Regions from separate parts of the Sus scrofa genome. Here region 2 is linked to region 1. The links are chromatin contacts, called in public promoter capture Hi-C maps. All regions are on one chromosome and are shown on one strand. Each heading gives the region's core, a stretch centred on a gene start, on an enhancer-like site or on the middle of the called end of the contact. The rest is flanking DNA. Distances are from core to core; before and after follow the strand shown.

Region 1 (4,690 bases), core at 433-2,932:
AAACCATATCCAACCGTCAAGTCAATCCATTGGAGCAATAATTAAGTCTGCAAAGTTGATACAAGCAAAACCCGAAACTGCCAGTACTACTTAACCATCCAACAGAACCCTTGAACACCAATACCATCACTAGCGGGATATTTTAAAATTACATTAAAAGCGGGTGTAACCTAACAACCACATCTTCAATACCAGGCTGGTGATGTAATTGCTTTTAGCTCCTCTCTCAAGACTGGTAGAAGGAGGCGACTCGTGGCCCTCGCCAGAATATAGCCAAACAGCTTAGAGCTCAAAGTCAAGGCAACATTTATGCCTTCCACCCGTCCAAACACTAACTGAAAAAAAAAAAAAAAAACAAAAACGCTAACCTTCTGGCCCACCACTCGGTTAAACACTGACGTGAGGTGGCAGATCTGGATAAAAGAGGTTAAAAACCAATACCAAGCTGTTTGCAAGGATAAATAAATATCCTTCGGGTCCTTTAGACACCCTCTCTCAGACCGCGAAAAATCGCCAAGTATGTGCGTGACCCGCCGAGCTCAAACTTGCCCTCCTCGCCCCAACGCCCGATACCGGTGTCGGCAACGGCCAGGCAACAGGAGTTGGAAAAGCTCCCGAGGCGGGAGCACCAGCTCCGCACCTCTCCTCACCCGGATCCGACAGGAAATGGCGGCCCGCGTAATGGCGACTACGTGCTACTAGGCGGAGCCGAGCGCGGACCCCCCTCCCCCACCCACCACGCGGTCCCGAGACCTCATCCCCCGCACCCTCCCCCCCTCCGCGGGAGAGACAAAGCAACGGAGGCAGCCGGGACCATTCCAGCTCTTCCGCTCCCGCTCCAGGCTCGGGCCGGGAGCGCCCAAGTGCGGCGGGACCCACACAAAGAGAGCGGCGGCGTTCTCTACCGCCCTCGGGGCCCACCCGCCGGCCCCTCCTCTTCCCTGCACAACGTGCCTAGTTCCCAAGACTCCAGAACTACAGCTCATGCCACCGGTACCAGCCCTGCGATTCCTCGAAGCCGCCAACACCACAACGCGGACTGCGGATATACGCTCTCAGGGAAATGGCGGAGGGGGAGGGGGGAGGGGAAGCCCGGCAACGTTCCCCCCCCCAGAACCCGCCAACCACTAAGCAGCCCCCAAAGCCTCCCTCAAGTGGAGATATTGGTCTCCGGCGCTCGCCCCCACGCGCCGCTCGCCCAGCCCGACTCCTTACTAGGCAAAACTACCGTCCCTGTGCCGCCGCGCCGCCTCAGCCGGTCACAGCTAGACAGAGAACGAGCGCAGGCCCCGCCGCCCTCCCCCGCCTCCCCGCGCTCCCCTACCCCGCCGCTGTGCCCGATTGGCTGCCCCGGCTACAGCGGTGGCGCGAGGGCGAAATGATTGGCCGAAGGCCGCGTCAATCAAGGCGCCGGAGGAGGCGACAACCCCGCCCCCCGCCGGCGCCTCCCTTCAGGCTAAGGCCGCTAAGGGCCCGAGAAAAACCAGACTTGGAAAAAGTCAACACAGCCTTTGGGGAGGCCAAACCCTGCCCGAGCCCGTAACACCCAAGCCCTTACAACCCTAATTACCTCTAGGCCGCAAATAAGCGGGACGTAGACAAGACTTCGAGGTTGGTGCAGCGAAGAAACAGAGGATAATGGCGTCTGCAGAGCTTTCGCCTGGAGCGCCCTCCTCCTTTCTCGTTCGCGCACTCACTAGCTGTGGGGGAAAGGGGCGGGGGGGGGTAGCCTCTCGCGAGAACTAAAGGCTGTCTCGTTCACGCTCACAGGGAGGGGGCGGGAGAAGGGGCGTCTTCGCGGCCGGGAGGAGTTTTCTGGGTTGGGAGGAGGGGCATGACTGCGCGGCAAATCTGGCGGGAACGAGCTAAAAAGGATTAGGGCGCGCGGCGTAGCGGTTCCTGCTCTCTCAAGTCGAGCGGCCCGGCAGCCGCTGTTGCTCGAGGGAAGTCGGGACGCCCAGGTCGGTGCTAGGCCCAGACAAGTGCCCTTGTTTCCACAGTCTACATTCGCGCCTCCCTCCCTCTCTCCCCGGTATTCCCTTCCCTCCCGGTCTGCGGGGCTTCAGGGCGAGCTGCGCGTCGGTAAGTGCAGCCCGTCCAACGGCCCGGCCCCAGCCGCGGTAACTCGCTGCCTGTAACGGGCCGCGGGGCTCGGCCTGCTGCCTGCCGGCGCCTTGGGCGAGACTCCAGGAAACGCAGGCCGTCCCTCCAGGCCGTGGCGGGCGAGCCCCGGTGTCCTGGAGAACTTGTCCCCTTCTCTTCCGGCCCTGAATCTGTTCACCTTCGGAGAGCCCAGGGTCTCTTGGTCCGGACGACAGCTTTTCTTTTTCTGTTTTCCCTTTCTTTTTTCGCTTTCTTTTCTTGTTCATGAGGCCTATGATACGTATATTTTGTAGTATCGTTGCTGCAGTTATGTGTGAAAAATTTCTGGAAGTATTACTTTCATTTCCTACAATGAATGCAAATCGCAAATTGTGTTGTAGACATCCGCTTTCCAAAGTTCACCCACCTCCTTCAAGCACTCGTCTTGTGTCAGGGTATTCGGCAGTGATTAAAACAGACCAAAACCTTCGCCCTCAGATGTATTATCGACCTAGCTTATTCATTTTATACTTGCTTTGTGTTTGGTTACTTCTAAGGCCCCTGTGTCTGTCTGTGATGATTTCCTTTGTTAAGGCACTTAAGGTCACTCTGAATCGGTGACAAACCTGGAAAATTGCCGGTAGTACCCAGTATCCACATCCTGACTTAACCCGCCGGCTCTCACCCACAACCTCAAATTCATGTGTAAGTGCAAAAATGCTATAATTTACGTGTGAAGCTGAATACACACACACACACACATATATATATATTTTGGTCATGATGAATTTGTGCTGATTCATTCCGTTGTAACTTGATTTCCCTCTTGAAGAATTTGCAAATTAGGTGTAACTAGCCTCTTTTTAAAGTGGCTGTGATCAGCCATCTAGTATCTTACTTGTTTGATTAGGAAGAAACTTTTTAAGGCGATCTGAACACCAACATTTGCTGGCTGGGAGGATAGTTAAATACTGTTAGTACATAGTGTCTGGGATTGTGGAGTTAATAAAAGGTTCTTTGAGTCGCAGTATAATTTTTGTAATGGCCCCCGCCATGAAAAATACTATAGTCTTGTGGGGAGGTAAAACTTAACTCGAGTTTGGTTTTATAATATATGGTTCAGATGTTTAATGTTCAACCAAGAATTGACTGAGTGTATGAAGGGGCTGGGGCTACTTGGATTATAGAGATTTAATCTAGTTAGGATTTGCAGCATTTAATTGAATCTGTCATTTAAAACCCGGGACTTTCATTAACATAAACAGGTACATATAAGGGTACTGTATCAATAATGCTTTCTTTCAAGCTAGTATTTCTGTTGCAGCCATAATTTTTTGACTTGATAAACAGTGGTGAGTGATGGGCAGGAATGCAAAGCAAGTAGGTCTAAGAACTCCTTCCCAGTTTCACTCATGACTGTTCCCTAACTCTTATTCCTCTTTTCCAGATGCCATTGTCAGATTTTCTTTTTTCCTACTTGTTTTCTTCCTTACCTCTTTTCATTTGTTTTCTAGGTTTACTATTTAAACAACAGGAAAGTCTGTTTTCTCACTGTCTTTTCTTCCTCTATTTTCAACCAAACTATATTCTACTTGCTTCATTCAAGGACTTGGTAGCTTGAGGAAAGTCTTTCCACCATCCTTTCATCCTCTATTGTTTTCAGCCAAACTATGTTGTGTCTATAGTTATTCAAGGACTTGCTAACTTGATTGATACCTTATGAGATCCTGTCTTGTGTAGTTAATTGTATTATTATTTGGACCCTCCCAATGAATTTAGAACTGGTATTAGCTCTAAATTAGCTGTGGGATTTACTTCAGATAAACTAATATAACTGAGATAGTACACTAGCCAGGCGGATGATTATTTACGGTTTTATAACTGCCACTTTCTGCTCTCTATACCAGACCTTGTTCGGGCAGCTTAATGCTTACTACAGTCCTTCAAGTAAATTGTCAATATCTCTGTTTTACTGACAAGGCAGTTAAGACTGAGAGAAGTTAAGGAACATGTCTAAGGTCACATAACGGAGATGGGATTCAGACTCCTAAACCTGTTCTGTTTTTTCCTTACATTAGGTTATGGAGGATCCACAAACAGCTCCACTAGTTACTTCTTTCTGATTTCAGTCATTAAATATAATTTTTTAAAAAGATACATTTTAAAAATTAGAGTTGATTTACAATGTTCTGCCAGTTTCTGCTGTGTAGCAAAGTCACCCAGTCATACAAATATAATTTTTTTCCCCTCTAGTTTTCAGAGAGTGCCTTCTCAAAATTCTGGGGTTACCTTGAAGCCATCCCCAAGGAGTTAAAACAGAGACTTACTTTATTTTTCAGATGAAGACATTAGAAACAAGGAGTGGTTATAATAGAAATATTTGTTAGTACTTTTAAGTCTTAGCTATACAATGTCCAATATGATGGTACTTCTGCCTCTTTGTTTTTTAAAAAATTGAAATATGTGAGGCTGGCTGAAAATCAGCTTATAAATCAAATTCGCCTAGTCTTAATGGTGAATGATAGAATTTTCCTCTTTTCTTCTCAATTCCTGTGGTCAAGATCTGCAATGTAGATTATTTTGGTCAGCCAAGTTTAGCATGTACAAG
Region 2 (4,896 bases), core at 1,730-4,229, 2.5 Mb before region 1:
TGGTTAAATAAATTATAGCACCTACACACTATACGCTATGAAGTTATTAAAAACAACAAGCCAGACTTATTTATCCTGACATGGTAAGATGACAATAAATTAAGTGAAAAGGGAAAATTGCGAACAACACGTAAAAAATGATCCTATTTCTTCACCGAAAAAGATCATATTCTAAATTACTGCTAATCTTTTTGTATTTTATGTAAATAAGAATTCTTTTTAAGGGAGTTCCCTTGTAGCATACCCTCAGCATATGGAAGTTCCCCAGCCAGGGATCAAATCCAAGCTGCAGTTGTGACCTACACGACAGCTACAGCAACAACAGACTTTAACCCATTTTGCTGAGCTGTGGAGGATTGAACCCTAGCCTCCACAGTGACCTGAGCCACTGTAGTCAAATTCTTAACCCACTGTGCCACAGCAGGAATTTGTTTGTTTGTTTGTTTGCTTTTTTAGGGCTGCACCAGAGGCATATGGAGGCTCCCAGATTAGGGGTCAAATCAGAGCTACAGCTGCCAGCCTACACCACAGCCACAGCAACACAGGATCCAAGCTGTGTCTGTGACCTACACCATGGCTCAGGGCAACGCCAGGTCATTAACCCACTAAGTTAGGTCAGGGATAGAACCCCAAACCTCATGGTTTCTAGTCGGATTCGTTTCCAATGCACCACGACAGGAACTCCAGCAGGAACTTCTAATAATGTTTTTTAAGACAACTAAGCATCACCTAACTTTGCCATTGGAGTGATAAGTTATTAGTTCTAAGCTATCTTCATGTTTGTATCACACTTTCATCTTTCTAATACTTGTATGAATTTCACTTGGGTTCCTCAGGCAAAAAGAAACACTAAACATGGTAACATTTAAGAAACACTAAGCATGGTAACATTCACTGTGGAAAATCTTGGTTGATGTGATTTAATATACACCATACTGATGTTTACCTCATATGCTTAACATTGGCATTCATCCTTGAGGGCAGGACAAGAATTTAGGTGATTTTTATATTATCAAGCCCTAGTTCACTGCCTGGCAATATTAGACTTTTATTTTTTCTTTTTTTTGTGGGGGGGGGGGGTTAGTACCTGAGGCATATGGAAGTTCCCAGGCTAGGGGTTGAATTGGAGCTGCAGCTGCCAGCCTACACCACAGCCACAGCAATCTGCAATTGCCACCACAGCTCACAGCAATGCTGATCCTTAACCCATTGAGAGGTGTCCCCTGGGATGTATCCACATCCTCAAGGATACCAGCTGGGTTCTTAACCTGGTGAACCACAATGGGAACTCCAGTACTAAACTTTTAGTAACTGCTGATTAAACAAAACAAAGCCCTTTATACCTGAGGTGATATCTGAGATGGCAACACCTAAGATTGGAAATGTTAAGGGTTTGTCAGCTGGAGCACAAGCAAAAACAGGTGAAAAAGTGCATTTGGGAAAATGCAGATAGTGACAACTTAAAGAGATAAGGCTGAGGTGATAAGCTTGGGGATAACTCCAGGGTAAAGTTCAAAATCCTTAGTTGAGTAAGATACACCAACAGGTGCTCTCCAACTACCTCTGAGGCCTCACCTCCTGTCACTCCAGCTCTTAGCTCTGGCTATAGTCAAATAACTGCAATTTCCTAAAAGCATCATATTCTTTCACACCTTAACCTTAGGTTCCCTTGCACTTTGTCCTTTTCTGGGAATACTCCTCTTCTTTCAAAACTCAGCTCAACTGCCACTTTCCCAAAGGAGCTTTCTCTGTTCCATCAAGTGAACATACAAGATCTTTCCTCGCTGAACTCTATCTTCCACTTCCCTTATAGTTAGTTCACTTCTCGTCTCCCTACTAAAATGTGTACAGAGCTTATTCAACTTTACATCTTCTCCGATGCTAGATACTCCAATGTTTTGTTATTAAATAAAGAAAACAGACCACATTTGCCATTATGCCCCAGGCTCAACATCTGAAAGCCCCAAGGACTCATTTTGCAAACTACAGATTCAGACTCACAGACTGGTAGAACTTAATTGTTAGGTCCAATAATTAAAACCATCCGTGTAATAATCTATGTAGGAAAAGAATCTGATGAGGAATGGCTATATGTATAACTGATATACTGATTTCAAGTGAACTGATGACACCTGAAACATGTTTATAAGTCAACTCTAATAACATTTATTTAAAAAAAAAAAGTTTGCCACTCTTGGTGTTACTGTGCCTAGGCTAGCCAAACCAGGTGAATGCCTGGCCTGAGAGGTTCCAAGGCCCTGGGTTTGCACCAAAGTATTCCAAACGTTTCCCTGTTTAGAGCTGCCTGAGCACAACGTATTACAAGGCCCAAAGTATATATCGTGTGTACAGGGGCCAAAACTTGCACGGAGGGTTCTTCCAACTTCGCAGTTCAGTGAATTACGAGGCTTTGGACAGCGCGTTAAAAAAAGCAAGATCCAAGGCCTGAGACTGTTCAGGAGCCCACAACCGTCTTGATCAGAAGTTCATGCTCCATGGCTTCCCAGAACCTCAGGTCTAAGAAACTAAACCGGTTAGAGACGCCAAAAGCGGTGTCAAACGCGCCGGCGGAGAGCAGGTGCGGCAAGGCTTTGTTCTGAGAGATTCCTGTACCGCACACCGCCCCGGCCAGCGTCCCTGTTCCCCAGCTCTCCGAGCTCTAGCAAGCGGCGGTGGCGGCGGCTCTCCTGATTGTGAATCCTGAGTTGGCCCGGAACGGAATCGCAGCGCTACTGGGCAAATCCCTGTTCCCGCCCAAGACTTCCAGACTTTAGGGCCCGCTGGGTGGAGGAAGGGGATCCAGAAAGTTCTACGAGCTGCAGGAACCCAGTCTTGAGCCCACCCCCACAAGGCCCTTCAGCTGAGTCCCTCCCACTCCGAGCACCCCCGCGCCGTTGCCCAGGTAACCGCGGGGCGGTGGCAGCAGCCGGAGGGGGTGGGACTTCCGGCGGGTGACGCGCCGCGACTCGGCTACAAAAGACGACGGTTGCGGCGCGCCGGGCGGAACTTTCCAGAACGCTCGGTGAGAGGCGGAGGAGCGGCGGCTGCCCGAGCTGCGCACAGAAACGCGCTCCTTCCCGCTCCCCCACATCGGCCTCGGCCCGCTCACCGGTGAGTTTCTGCTTTCACGCTTCCTCTGGTCCCCAGGCCTGCGCCATTAGCGGCTCCGGGAACTGGGATGGAGCCGCGGTCAAGTGGCGGTTGGCTCCGCGTGGGCTGCGGGGCTGTCGGTTCCTGTATCCTCGATTCCCTTTCTGTAGAATTGATGGGGGTGTCCCGGCAGCCCTTGCTGGTGCGCAACGGCTGGGCCCGATACCGTTCCAGAAGCTTTCCCCTCGCCTATCTAGCCGGGGGTCTCCAAGGATCTGCCGCCTCCGGGTTTCCCTCCGCCCGCCCTCGCTGGGGGTGGGGTGGGGGTGGGGGCGATTCTGCGCGCACGCGCAGGAGGAGCCAGGGGCGAGGGGCTGCGGGAGGAGCTTGGCGGAGGCTGCGGTTTTCGCATCTCCGGTCTCCCCTCCTTCTCTTTGTTGAGGGTTGGGCTTCTCCCACCCCTTCGCTCCTGAGTCGGAGGAAGAAAGGAAGGAAGCCCAACGCTCGGCGCTAAGTGCAGGGGGAAACCTAAGAACATGTAAGCTATGCTGGCTTGTGGGGCAAGAGGGGTTCGGCGTTCAAAGCAGAGAAGCTGTAGGTCCTGTGATTGAGAAACAGTCTCAGGATTGAGGGGGAGGGGAGCTTGCTTTCTGGAGCTTCCTCCCCGCCTTGTGCCCAGACGTCTTTTCTAGGAAGTGTATGGTTTATCAGATTTACCAAAGATGATAATGACAGTGGACTGAACCTATTAGTGCGTCTTGTCTTTACTGCCCTGTCATTAATGGGGAGGGGAGACAGGAAGAATCGAGATGGAGGTTTTCAGGTGGAAAGTGGGAACAAAGTAGTATGGGAGGTTTCTTAATTATTCCCTGATAATTATTAGCTTATATTTAGTCTGTTAGAATTTAATGGCTGAATTATCAAAGGACTTGTTACCGTCTCTGTGAAATTTAGGGAAGGTGATGTTCTTATGATCAGATTTGGCAAAGAACAAATTTCTTTGCCTAAACTCTTGATTTTTACTAATTAAAACTACCAGTTGAAAGTAGTTAAAATTGAACTTTTTTATTTCAGGCTGTAGAAAATGGTGAAAGAAACCACTTACTATGATGTTTTGGGGGTCAAACCCAATGCCACCCAAGAAGAATTGAAAAAGGCTTACAGGAAACTGGCCTTGAAGTACCACCCTGATAAGAATCCAAATGAAGGAGAGAAGGCGAGTACCATACTCACACTTTAACATAACTGGGTAGTTCTTGCCAGGTGTATGGTATTTCCATTACAACATGAAATTGAGTATGTCTAATACAGTGGCTGTGCTTTGTGACAGTTGAGTTTTTTTGGTGAAATTTATCCCCTTTTTTCTCACACAGTTTAAACAGATTTCTCAAGCTTACGAAGTGCTCTCTGATGCAAAGAAAAGGGAATTATATGATAAAGGAGGAGAACAGGCAATTAAAGAAGGTGGAGCAGGTGGTGGTTTTGGCTCCCCCATGGATATCTTTGATATGTTTTTTGGAGGAGGAGGAAGGATGCAGAGAGAAAGGAGAGGTAAGAATGACTTAGTCCACATATAGCAAATTAGCCAATTTGGTTAAAGCGAATTCTTGAGAATTCACATATTATTAAATGCTTGTTCACATGTTAGTGTAATGTTGCAAGCTGACTGTAAACATTTTATGATAGTTTTTTAAAATGAGTTTGGATGAAACTAAAAATAGCCAATAGGGTGCTAACAAATGAGTGTTTCTAAAGCTCTTCAGATACATAGGACTTTGTTGAAGTTGTCAAGCATTAAATGAATAA

What was found. Promoter capture Hi-C pulls out the DNA fragments that hold promoters and counts their contacts.
Region 2: a contact with region 1 is called in a promoter capture Hi-C map of fetal liver, with 4 times the contacts expected there. The contact joins the promoter of DNAJA1 here to the promoter of HNRNPK in region 1. A contact is called at or near these places in 1 of 5 promoter capture datasets (fetal liver) and 1 of 2 datasets of contacts at active chromatin or transcription factors (skeletal muscle).

Annotation. Positions count from the first base shown.
Region 1 is chr10:30,972,685-30,977,374 of Sscrofa11.1, reverse strand. It overlaps HNRNPK (heterogeneous nuclear ribonucleoprotein K), which reads right to left and starts at 1,682. Exons shown (of 17, transcript NM_001267845.1): 1 at 1,571-1,682. It overlaps RMI1 (recQ-mediated genome instability protein 1), which reads left to right and starts at 1,826. Exons shown (of 4, transcript XM_005668027.3): 1 at 1,826-1,961.
Region 2 is chr10:33,443,639-33,448,534 of Sscrofa11.1, reverse strand. It overlaps DNAJA1 (DnaJ heat shock protein family (Hsp40) member A1), which reads left to right and starts at 2,979. Exons shown (of 9, transcript NM_001244163.1): 1 at 2,979-3,111; 2 at 4,165-4,306; 3 at 4,464-4,641. The coding sequence starts at 4,175.